Regions from separate parts of the Triticum aestivum genome. Here region 2 is linked to region 1. Evidence: chromatin contacts called from public Hi-C data. All regions are on one chromosome and are shown on one strand. The core of a region is the stretch at or near the end of the contact, and the rest is flanking DNA. Distances in the headings are between cores, read along the strand shown.

Evidence for each region. A called contact is a pair of places that touch in the nucleus more often than the background predicts.
Region 2: a Hi-C map of leaf shows a contact between it and region 1, with 3 times the contacts expected there. The contact joins the enhancer-like site here to the promoter of LOC123156565 in region 1. A contact is called at or near these places in 2 of 5 Hi-C or Micro-C datasets (both in leaf).

Annotation. Positions count from the first base shown.
Region 1 is chr7B:558,283,610-558,288,865 of IWGSC CS RefSeq v2.1, forward strand. LOC123156565 (protein RER1A) reads right to left here and starts at 1,639. Exons shown (of 3, transcript XM_044574724.1): 1 at 1,164-1,639; 2 at 1-133. The coding sequence starts at 1,516. It overlaps LOC123156564 (type 2 DNA topoisomerase 6 subunit B-like), which reads right to left. Exons shown (of 12, transcript XM_044574723.1): 8 at 4,683-4,876; 9 at 3,595-3,736; 10 at 3,257-3,450; 11 at 3,018-3,138; 12 at 1,792-2,301. The coding sequence ends at 1,999.
Region 2 is chr7B:558,808,315-558,813,876 of IWGSC CS RefSeq v2.1, forward strand. No RefSeq gene overlaps it. Among protein-coding and RNA genes, the nearest start is that of LOC123157288, 4.3 kb to the right of the region's middle. Within about 2 kb of position 3,452, at least 7 of the 8 cell types and tissues checked have an H3K27ac peak or open chromatin away from gene starts, as enhancers often do. A contact at or near this core is called in leaf, where this site is marked.

The DNA of each region.
Region 1 (5,256 bases), core at 389-2,888:
AATCTGGCGCTTCATTGTCAGGACAAAGAGCACAATCCAATAGCAGAGTAGTATTGGCCAGAAGACAGGAACATCAAATACGGAGAAGAATGTCATGACAAAAGCAACACAGAAGGCTTTTGTGATGGCATACCTGAGAATAGCAGCAGTAGGTTAGTGTGGGTTTTCTACATTTGCACTGCGCACAACATTACAGACAAACAAAGGCCAAGAACCCATAGGCACCGGAAAACAAAATCTTTTCAAACTAGTGCCTACTCCATGCCATCTGATCTACTCCCTCCGTCCCAAAATTCTTGTCTTAAATTTGTTTAGATATGGATGTATCTAATACTAAAACGTGACTTGATACATCTGTATTTAGACAAATCTAAGACAAGAATTTTAGGACGGAGGGAGTACAATTCACTACACAATAGTTGTTCCATAGAAAAATGTTACCATATAACAGCAGACTAAATACCACTAAAAGAACACCACAATGACTTGAAAAGCAATGCGGCAGAGGCAGTTAACATATACTACTTGCAAACTGGAAAGATATTGATTGTAGAATCCCATCTGAACTTCTGAACCATGCATACAACACCGAGACTACCACCGACAGAACACCAAATGGCTTAACAAGGAGTTCTTCTACAAAATGGAAAGCTAACAGCTCTTCATAGGGAAGTAAGAGCAGTTAGCAAGATGGAATGGCCTAGAAAAATGCAGCATATCCTTTCCAGAATACGCAACCTCTTAAAGTCGGAGCACTACAAAACTCCAATTGCACACAAATGCAAGAGTTCACCTAGAGAATCCCAGACTATGCAATCCTAAGCAATTGCACTAGAAAACTTTGTCAGCAAGTGGCTCCGACTATGAAAGGAAAACCCTCAAGCAGGTCAACAAAATGGGTGTATCACATCTAACGTAGGAGCTGGCAAGGCACATGAATTAGCAAGGCTGTATAAATGTTCCAGCTATCCACCCATTTACAAATGGGTTGTTGGTGAGCCCACTTGCTGGCAGGCGAATCTTGCGAAACTGCCGGAAAAAAAAAAGCGAGCTGTTCGATCAAATCTGGGTCTCGAGAAGGGTATTGCATCTGATCTCGAATTTAGCATCAATTTCACGCAATCAAATCAAAGGGGACTGGAGACGAGAAGAGATGGATATACCAGAACTTGAACTCGGGGAGGCGGCGGATGAAGGGCTTGAACTCGTCGTTGCCGCGGGTGGGGAGCGCGGGGCCGGCCTGGTCGAGCGCCTCCAGCTCCGGGTCGACCATGGGGGAGAGGAAGCCGATGAGGAGGTTGAGGAGGTAGATGCCGAGGCCGTAGGAGACGACGTAGAAGCCCTGGACGTAGTAGACCCGCAGCGCGTAGACGGCGGCGGCCAGCAGCGTGCCCGCCCACCGCCCCGCCGTGTGCGGCGCCGCCCGGTCCAGGTAGTGCTGGAACGCCCGCGCCGCCTCCGCGCGGTACCGCTCCGCCGCCGAGGACGCGCCCCCGCCGCCGCCGACGGGCTCCATGGTCGTCGCTCGCCGCTCGGGTTGGGGATTTCTGGGGGATGGGAGCGAGCCGGTCGGTGGGGTGGGGAGGTGGGCTGATGGCTAGGTTCCGTGCGTGGGTGTGCGAGGAGGACCGGTCAAGCGGTGCGCGAGCGGAGCCTTCACATGGTGTAAAGCGAAACGCGGGTTCGGCTCGGGCACACTCACACGCATCCGTCCACCTGCTGCCCTCCCACGGGGGAATCTCCGTGGAATTTCTGGGAAGATTCCCGTGTTCCATCTAAAACAATGGGAAATTTGAACCAAATTTCAGCTTGGATCTAGGTCAAATCTGTTTGAATTTAACCAAATTCATACAAAATATGGTAACATCTACGGCATACATATATGTGATGTTTATACATTTTGCATACGGGAGAAGGAAGCAAAAACACTTGTCAGCCGGGCCTATATAAACTTATCTAGCAAAGACTGTCGTATCATACTCCTACTTGACTACGATGCTAGAAATCAAAAATCATGTCCTCGTCTCCATCCTCTTCGTCGAGCAGCGGGCTGTCTTCATCCAGCTTCTCGCACTCGAACAGGTACGGCGGCGCGCTGTCCTCGGCCTTCTCCTTGCCGTCGCCCATCTCTATGATGCGGGCCATCTTGTCGCCGATGCAGGACCTGACCGCCCCTTCCGAGATGTCTTGACCGGAGCCCAGCCCGAGGAGCGCGGCGCATTCATCTCGGAACTCTCGGTCATTGGACGACGAGATCAGGCCAGCGATCGACTGAGCGAGGTCGGGGACGTATTCAAGAATCTGGAAATGGCATGAACAGCGTGTTACCGCAATGCTTGTTGTCAGTTCAGGCAGCAAGGTGCAGCAAACGGTAGTGGTTAGTGAACAGTACTTGGAAGAATACCTACTAAGCAAGAGTAGCCAAGGACATGCTTGGAAGTTGTCGAACGTGGTTCTATTTTACAGAGCTCATTATCAACATGAACCAGACTGGTGTTTACGCTTATTTTCATGGAAAGGGAAGTCAATTCACAATAAAGTTAGGAACAATACCGTTCTACCTACAAGGCCCGCTTAATACTATTCTTTTGCGTGGAAAATTGCACCGCTGAGGTTATGTGGTGCTGTAGCAGTGGAGCTGAACAATTGCAATGAAGCATGTTGGAGAAGCAGAGCTTATGGTGCTGCATATTTTCCAGACCATGTAATATTTGAATATATAATGCTTACTAAGGTTTTTTTTTTGTTTCTGTTAAAAACTGTAACCATAAGATCAGTTTGCTCCTCTGAAAGACTACGAGGTTGGTTTGCATTGTTATTTGCACAGGTTTAAGACAATTTGCACCTTAGATATCTGATGACAGTATAGCATGTTTAGACAATTTGCACCTTAGACAATGCTCTCTTCCAACTAACAATAATATTTCTTCAGTTGAAAAATTATAACAGACTGAAGGTACATGAGAAATGAAAGTCTTCACAATTATGTTAGTTAGCAGAAAACATGTAACACATACCTTCTTTCCATGACAACTGATAAACTCTCCTGCATGATCTGCTTTCAGGTTATGCAATGCAAGCTTAAGTGCCTTCCTCACAACATATTTATCTGGTTCAGATCTCTGCCATTCTTGTACTGTAGCTAAAGCAAGTCAAGGATAACTAGATAAAAACAATTGGGGAAAACCCATGTTGAACATCCACGCCCAAACGACCAATAGAAAATGAAAGTATGCACAAAACAGGAGCTGGATATATTCCATGGTAAGTGTGAATGGCAATATCAACACGAGCAAATGTCAGGTTATCCCACTCAAGCACAGCATTTCCTTCGTCATCCATGAAACCTCCTTTTAACTTGAAACCGAAGCTTTGCCAATCCATACTCATGAGCACATTGAAGGATGACTGTGAAATGGGGCAGGGTACAAAGTCTTGAAAATGCAAAACCTGCAATAGGCCATTCACCGTCCATCAGAAGCAATGAGCTCAGTTGAATCACGATATCACCATAAACATGAGATGCGTATGAGTAGTAAAATGAAAGTATGTAACTACAAAGTCAGATTCTCTAGCTCAATGGTTGATGTAAACCTGACTAGATGAGCAATTAACCATCCAACAACTCAAATCAGATGCAGTGTGCGCAACCATTATGGCAATTTCAACAAGTAGCCCTTTATCTCTTCTTCTGTCTGAGTTCTTGGCAGATCCAGTTCCAACCTTCAGACGATCTCTGACATGAGCATCAGAAAGCGGAAGAATAAACTTGGAGATTATGTCTAATATGTAGAACAGCAATACGAAGAATTCATCATACCAGAATTATATAATATGCATGTGCTATCCATTAGTATGCCAAGGGTTGAATATAATGACTACAGACTAGGTAACAGCAAGGTTAGGAATTAGGAGCCAAGCGCATGCATAACAGAAGCCTGAAAGTGACCATGCTTGGGTGTGGGCAACGAATGTAATAATCCAGTACAGTGCCGGATGTTGTGGGTCAACATAAATGGTTTTCTCTCATACACAACTGAAAGCGACAAGGCCTAGATCAGTAAATAGAGTTCAAACGCAACGTTTTGAAGACTTCCAGTGTACAAATATGTATTCATTCAACTGTAAATATGTTTGACACATACATCTAAGAATCAGTTACTGTAAGACAATTTTCAGTACTATTCTCAATTGTTTTTCCTATTTCTATCTGACACTGAAAAAAAATGTACATGAGCACAAATTCACAATGAAGAAACTGAGTGATCTGCTTAACAAGGCAGATCAAATACGAAATGCAAAAAGAAGGCAAATGAAAGATCTCCAAGCATATCATTCCTTCTAGATATAAGTGCAAGGGAAAAAAATAAAGATGCGTTCCAGTGATAAATAAGTGCTACTGAAAGCCAAGATATCACATATATACATATTAACTATGAAACTGAAAAAAGAAGGAAGGAGTCCTAAAATAATTACAAACAGAATATAACAGAGGTATGCTCTTTTAGGAGGAAATGAACAAAAAATAGCGCAATTCTACTCTAGACGCGTTTAGGTAATAGTAGGGTGATTTGAGAACGCCAATCGTGGATCATGTATGGGCAATTTGAGCAAAACAATGTTGGCATCCTCTGTGAAAATATGTCTAGCAGCCATATCAAATTGAATAGTGAAAGTTTTACCTATTCATACAACATGCATCACACTTGTCACATGTGTTCCCATGTGAGAGTGCATAATCTTCAAGACCAGAAACTAGCCGCTCAATACTTGATGTGGCAATAGAAAGATGGGTATCATCAGATTCATTTGGCAGACAAACATTTCTTGATCCAGCACTTATTGTTTGCTCAATGGCGAGCTCAATTGCTAAGTTCTGAGTAAGTACACATAAGATAACCAAACAAGCACTCAAGAGGTCAGGCTAAGAAGGAAGAGGCAAGAACAGAGAGATGCTACAATTTCATGCCAACTGGATGTTCAACAATAAAAACTGAAAGTATGCCACAACCACTCAAGAGGTCAGGCTAAAGACATCACATATGCTTATCTACTATAAACTTATTCTTCAGTTAAACAAGAACACATACTTGGAAAAAAATGGAATCATTGCTGGAATAATGGTATAAGTATATCTCTATTTAATCAGCAGGGATATCAGTTTCAGTGCAGAAATCAGTAGATCTTCATATGCTAGCAGGTTCCACATATGCAAAAAGCATGGACATATACACAATGCAAATTTGTATGTGGTCA
Region 2 (5,562 bases), core at 2,202-4,701, 530 kb after region 1:
AACTGTCCCTCTTCTCCTCCTAGGCAGATTTTAAGTTGGTGCAGGAACCAACACCAGTTAGGTGTGTCCTCTTGCCCAACAATACCAAATGCTAGTGGGTATATATTGTTGTTGCCATCTCTACCAGTGGCAGCAAGTAGTTGAGCACCAGTAGTTAACTTAATGAAGCACCCATCAACACCTGAATGAGCAAGCAAATTCAATATTTAAAACATTCAAATGCATTTCAAGATGAAACAATATGTAACTAATGCACAAGGTGAACAAACTAACCAATAAATGGTCTGCACCCCTTGAGAAACCCCTCCCTTGCTCCATTGATGCAATAGAACATAGCATGGAATCTTGGACCTAGATGGGGGATTTTTTCAGTGGGTGTTGGAGTTACAGTAGTGACTACTACTCTACTCCCAGGGTTTGTATCCATCACTGTCTGAGCATAGTCTTCCAACCTAGGGTATTGCTTCTTGTGGTCTCCTAGCACAGCATCAATAGCTATGTTCTTTGCTCTATATGCCATTGACTTGGGCACATCCACACCATACTTCTCCATGCAAGCATCAATCAAAGTCTGAATGCCAGTTGTTAGATCAGATCTGAACAGTGACTCATACTTCTGTGCAAGCCACTTGGCACTTACCCTTGTTGTCTTTGTACTAGTAGGGCAAGTATGCTTAATTCTCATCTTCTTAATTACAAAAGTAGTTTCACCTTTTATAACTGCTGCCACCATAAAGAAGTTGCAATTTTTTTGGTTGCATTCTACAATTATTCTTTGATCTGAGTTCCTATGATATCTGAAGTTTCTTTCTTGAGTGATGTGTAGGTTCAACAAAGCCTCTCCGAATTGATGTTGATCCAAGAAACACATGTGTAGACATAATTGCTCATGTGGTGCATCCATTTTCTCATTGTACCATTTTCTAGGAGGCCTCTGCTTTGCCCTGCTTTTCCTTTTCTTTGGCAGCACAAATGACAATGGCTCAAAACCATCATCATCAGCCTCCTTCAACAATCCTTTCTCTTCTTCATCAGATGAAGGTTTGAAATCAGGTTCCTCCTCTGGTACTACATTTGAATATGACCTTGTTGTAGGCCCTCTCCTAATTGGAAGCTTCTATTTCTTCTTCTTCTTCTCTTCATGTACAATTACAGTTTCTTCATCCTGTGAAACAACTTTGTCATCTTCATCCATTTGAAAAGGTTCCTCAACCTCTGTGTCACCCTCATAATGCACAACTTCTTCCTCCTCAGATTCTTCATCATCTGTTTCTTCCTCTTCCATTTCATCATACTCTTTCTGTTTCTTTCCCTCAGCCATCTCTATGTCATCAGCATCACCCATATAAAAAGGTGGTACATCAATGTCCTCTTCACCTTCACAATCAGAACCACCACTGCCAACATATCCCTCTTCTTCTTCTTCTATTTCCATAACAGCTTTCAGTTTTCCTTTTACATTCTTGCTCTCTTGTGTGCAAACACCAGTACCATGAGCTACACTGCAGCTGCTAGTCTGACTTTCAAATGCAACTCCTTCTTCATTAACAGCATAGATGGGTGGCTCACTGAGATCATATAACACAGGCTCTTCATACACAATAGTGGATAATTCTTGCCTCTCAAACTGGCTGCAAGGAGGTGGACATGCCCTCACTAGCAAATTTAAGACCTTAGACTCCTCAACCTGCTTCTTTACTAATTGCAACTCAGCATTACACTCTACCATCTCCAATCCTTTCTCCCCTAATTGTGGATTCTCAATGTGAAACAGCAGATCATATTCACTAAATCCTTGGGTTTCCATCACTGCAATCATATTCAGATATGTTACATCTGAACTGCAGAGCTTCAGCTCAAACATTTCTGAAGCATCAAAATAGAACCTAACATCCAAAATGTCATCATACAAACTGCAAAATGAAATAACAGAAAAAATGGTTAATAAACAATTTTACTTAACAGATAGGCTAACATATAAACAAAGCTTTGTTTAAGTTAACATATAATTTGGACTCTGCTCTAGTTAGGAATTTTTTAAGTTAACATATAAACAAAGCTTTGTTTAAGTTAACTAATGGTGCTCTGCTCTAGTTAGGAATGATTTAATCCACTATGCTTCTCTGCTCTGCTCTGCTCTAACTAGGTAACACCTAATGCTGCTCTGACAATTTGGACTAAGAAATAACAATGTAATCCACTAATGCTGCTCTGCTCTGCTCTAGTTAGGACTCATGTAATCCACTATACTTCTCTGCTCTACTTAGGAACTAGCAATTAGAGTGCTAAACATGCAGACAGTAAACCAGGCAGTAAACCCTAACCCTAATCCCCAATTTCAGTTTGCAAAGATGGAACAATGGAACACTTACAGAACACCACCGATGCCATGAGTCCACTGATGGGCGGTGCTAGGGTTGGCCACCCAAATTCGCGCCATCTTCAGCCTCTGCTCCATCGACAACGCCGGCTCCGCAAAATCTTCGTCCTCGCTACTGTACTCCGAGCTGGAGTAGCAGCCACTCCCATCGAGGCCTAAGCGGGGGAGGTCGCCGCCGCTCGCATCGCCCCGGCCATCGGCGCCTGCCGGAGTAGCCGAGGCCATCGTCGCCTAGGGCACAGCAGCCGCGGGGGAGAGGAGGGCGCGAGGACGAGCAGCCGTGGGGGAGGTGACAGCGCCTAAGCAGTTCGATCCATGACTACGGTGGCGTGGTGTGGCGGGCGGCGGGGCGGGCGGGGAGGCAGCCGCCGGCGAGGAGGAGAAGGAAGAGGGCAGAGCGGGGTCGGGGTCTGGCTCGGTCGCACCAGCGAGACCTAAACGGTGCGAGCCGGCCTCGTCCCAGTCAGCGCCCAGTCAGCGCGCGGGCACGCGCGCACTGGCCAGCGTGTCGCCTGACGGGCAGGCCCAACCGGTCAGCTTTTCTGTCAATACGTATAAAACACACTTTTAGTCTTTTTTGCAACGGCTCGCCTCAATCTTGGTACTGACATGTAAAAATTACCAATCTTGGTACCAATCTGCTTCCAATGCCTCAATTGTGGCACTTCTGTGCAATTTACTCTAGTTTTAGCGTGGAAGCTACTTCGAATTTTCTTGCGTCTCTCCCGTCTTTGCTACAGAATTAATCGCGGGATCTTTTCACGTCGTGACATCACGGCGGTGATGGGGAGAGACCGAGAGAGACAGCCAGCCAGCCAGACGGGTGGCGGCGCGGCGGTGGCCGGATCCGCGGAGCGCGTAGATCGCCGGGTCCCTGTCCGCTCGCGTCACATGGCCGGGACGGGAGCGAGGAAAGGACGCATGCATGCAATAATCGACGTGCAGAATAACCCGGCGCGTGGTGTGGCCCCTGCCCCGACGCGCCGTCTCGTGGGGTCGACGTGGCCCGCAGCAGCTCTCCCCGGGCCCGCGTCCCGGACCAGAGAGGAAGGAGCGGACGCGGCTCGCTGGGCGGTGGCCGTGCCCGACAGCCCGTGGCACAGCTAGCTCGCACGCACGCACGCACGGTGCGACACGGCAGCGTGCTCTCTGCGCCACTGCGTCCCTCGACCTCGAGGATGTCGCGCGCCGCATCGGGCGGGCCGGTACTCTGCAAGTCTGCATGCACGCGGGGACGGGACGGGAGGCCACCCACCTCCGGCCGGCGCACGTTGCCGCTGCAGTTTCCGTGGTTGGTGGTAATGGAGATCTGACTGAAAACGGACCGGATCTGCGCTGTCCGGTCTGAACGGGCCGGCCCATCCGGGGGCCGAGGCGGAAGGTGATACTTGCGTGGGCCTCACCTGCCCAGGCGTTGAACGGGCTGGGCTGGATATATGGAAACTTCCAGCTCTGTTCGAGTTCAACAGGAACACGATTGGCATTTTCTATTTGGCGCTGCAGGCGTTCGAGAGCTCCCGTTCGACGCCTGCGTGCGTCAAACAGACGAGCTTTCGCGCAGGGGACTTTCTTAATGGGCCAGCCCACTGATCGCGTTACGCACAGTCGCTACTAAAAATCCCACAAAAAGATCCATCGAGGAATCGAACTCGAGACCCCACTCTCGTAAGCAACTGTTCTTTGCCACTCACGCCACTGAGTTTAAGTGATTACTTGGCCGCGTGAACATTTAAGAAGTAATGTAGGGCTAGATAAAAAAAATCGAAATTTCGACCATTGAACATTTTTAAATGTAATTTGAACATATTTGTAATGTATAGTGAACAAATTTTAAATACACATTAATTTTTTTGTGAAATATGCTGAACAATATTAAATACACATTGAACATTTTATGTGATATACGCAGAACAAATTTTAAATATACATTGAACATTTTTGTAATGTACACTGAACAACTTTTAACTACACATTGAACATTTTTGTGATAAACATTGAACAATATTTCAATACACGTTGAATATTTTTATGATATAAGCTGAACAATTTTGAAATGTGAACAGTTTTTTAAAACATGAATAAAATTTGAAAACCGTGAACAATTTTCAAAATCATGAACAAAACTTGGCGTTTCAAAAACATTTTCTTGAAAACAAAGTACACAAATAAAAACGAAAAAGGATATAACGAAAGAAAATTACAAAACAATAGAAATAGAAATAGAAAACAAAATGGAAAGGAAAACAAGTAAAAAAGAAAATAGGGAAAGCCGGAAACTCGCTAAAAGAAAAAAAACAGAAAAAAGACTGGTTGAGGGAACACTAGTGGGCCGGCCCGTTTCGCGGTGGTGGCTTAGGCTCTTCAGCGAAAGCACACCAGTTTGACGCACGCGCGCATCAAATAGGGATTGCCCAGGCGCCCGTTACAGTGCAATTTGCTAACGGGCGCCTACAGCAGTCCAAGATGGGCCGGCCCATTCTATCTTTCTCCTTCTTGTGTTTCGAAAACGTTAAGAAAAGTGCTGGCACGGGGGTTCGAACACGCAACCCATTCGTTGGGAGCGCTCAATTCTAGCCACCATGCCATCCACTCACTGGTGTATGGTTAGTTTGTTTTCTTCTTTTTATTCGTTCTTCACTTTGGTTTATTCCTTTTTCTTTTTTTTCTCAACTTTTTTGTTTTTTTATTGTGCGCTTTTTTAAAATCAGTGAACTTTTTCTTTAAATTCGTGAACTTTTTTGCAAATCAATGTACTTTTTCCGAATCTTTTTTTTTAACCGACGATTTTTTGAAATTTGACGAGCTTTTTTCAAATTTAGTGAACTTTTTCAATTTAGATGAACTTTTTTGAAATTCGATGAACTTTTTTCAAATTTGATGAACTTTCTTTGAAATTCAATGAACATTTTTGTAAAGTTATATGAACTTTTTCCAAATTTGATGAACTTTTTTCGGAATCTATGAACTTTTTTTGAAACCCATGAACTTTTTAAAAATTTGATGAACTTTTGAAAATCGATGAACTTTTTTTGAAATTTGATGAACTTTTTTCTAATTCGAGGAACTTCTCTTCGAAAACAGTGAACTATTTTTCAAATTTGTGAACTTTTTTCAAAATGGTTGAAGGTTTCCTCCGAAATTGATGATCTTTTTCCATTTTTCATGAACCTATTTTCAGATTT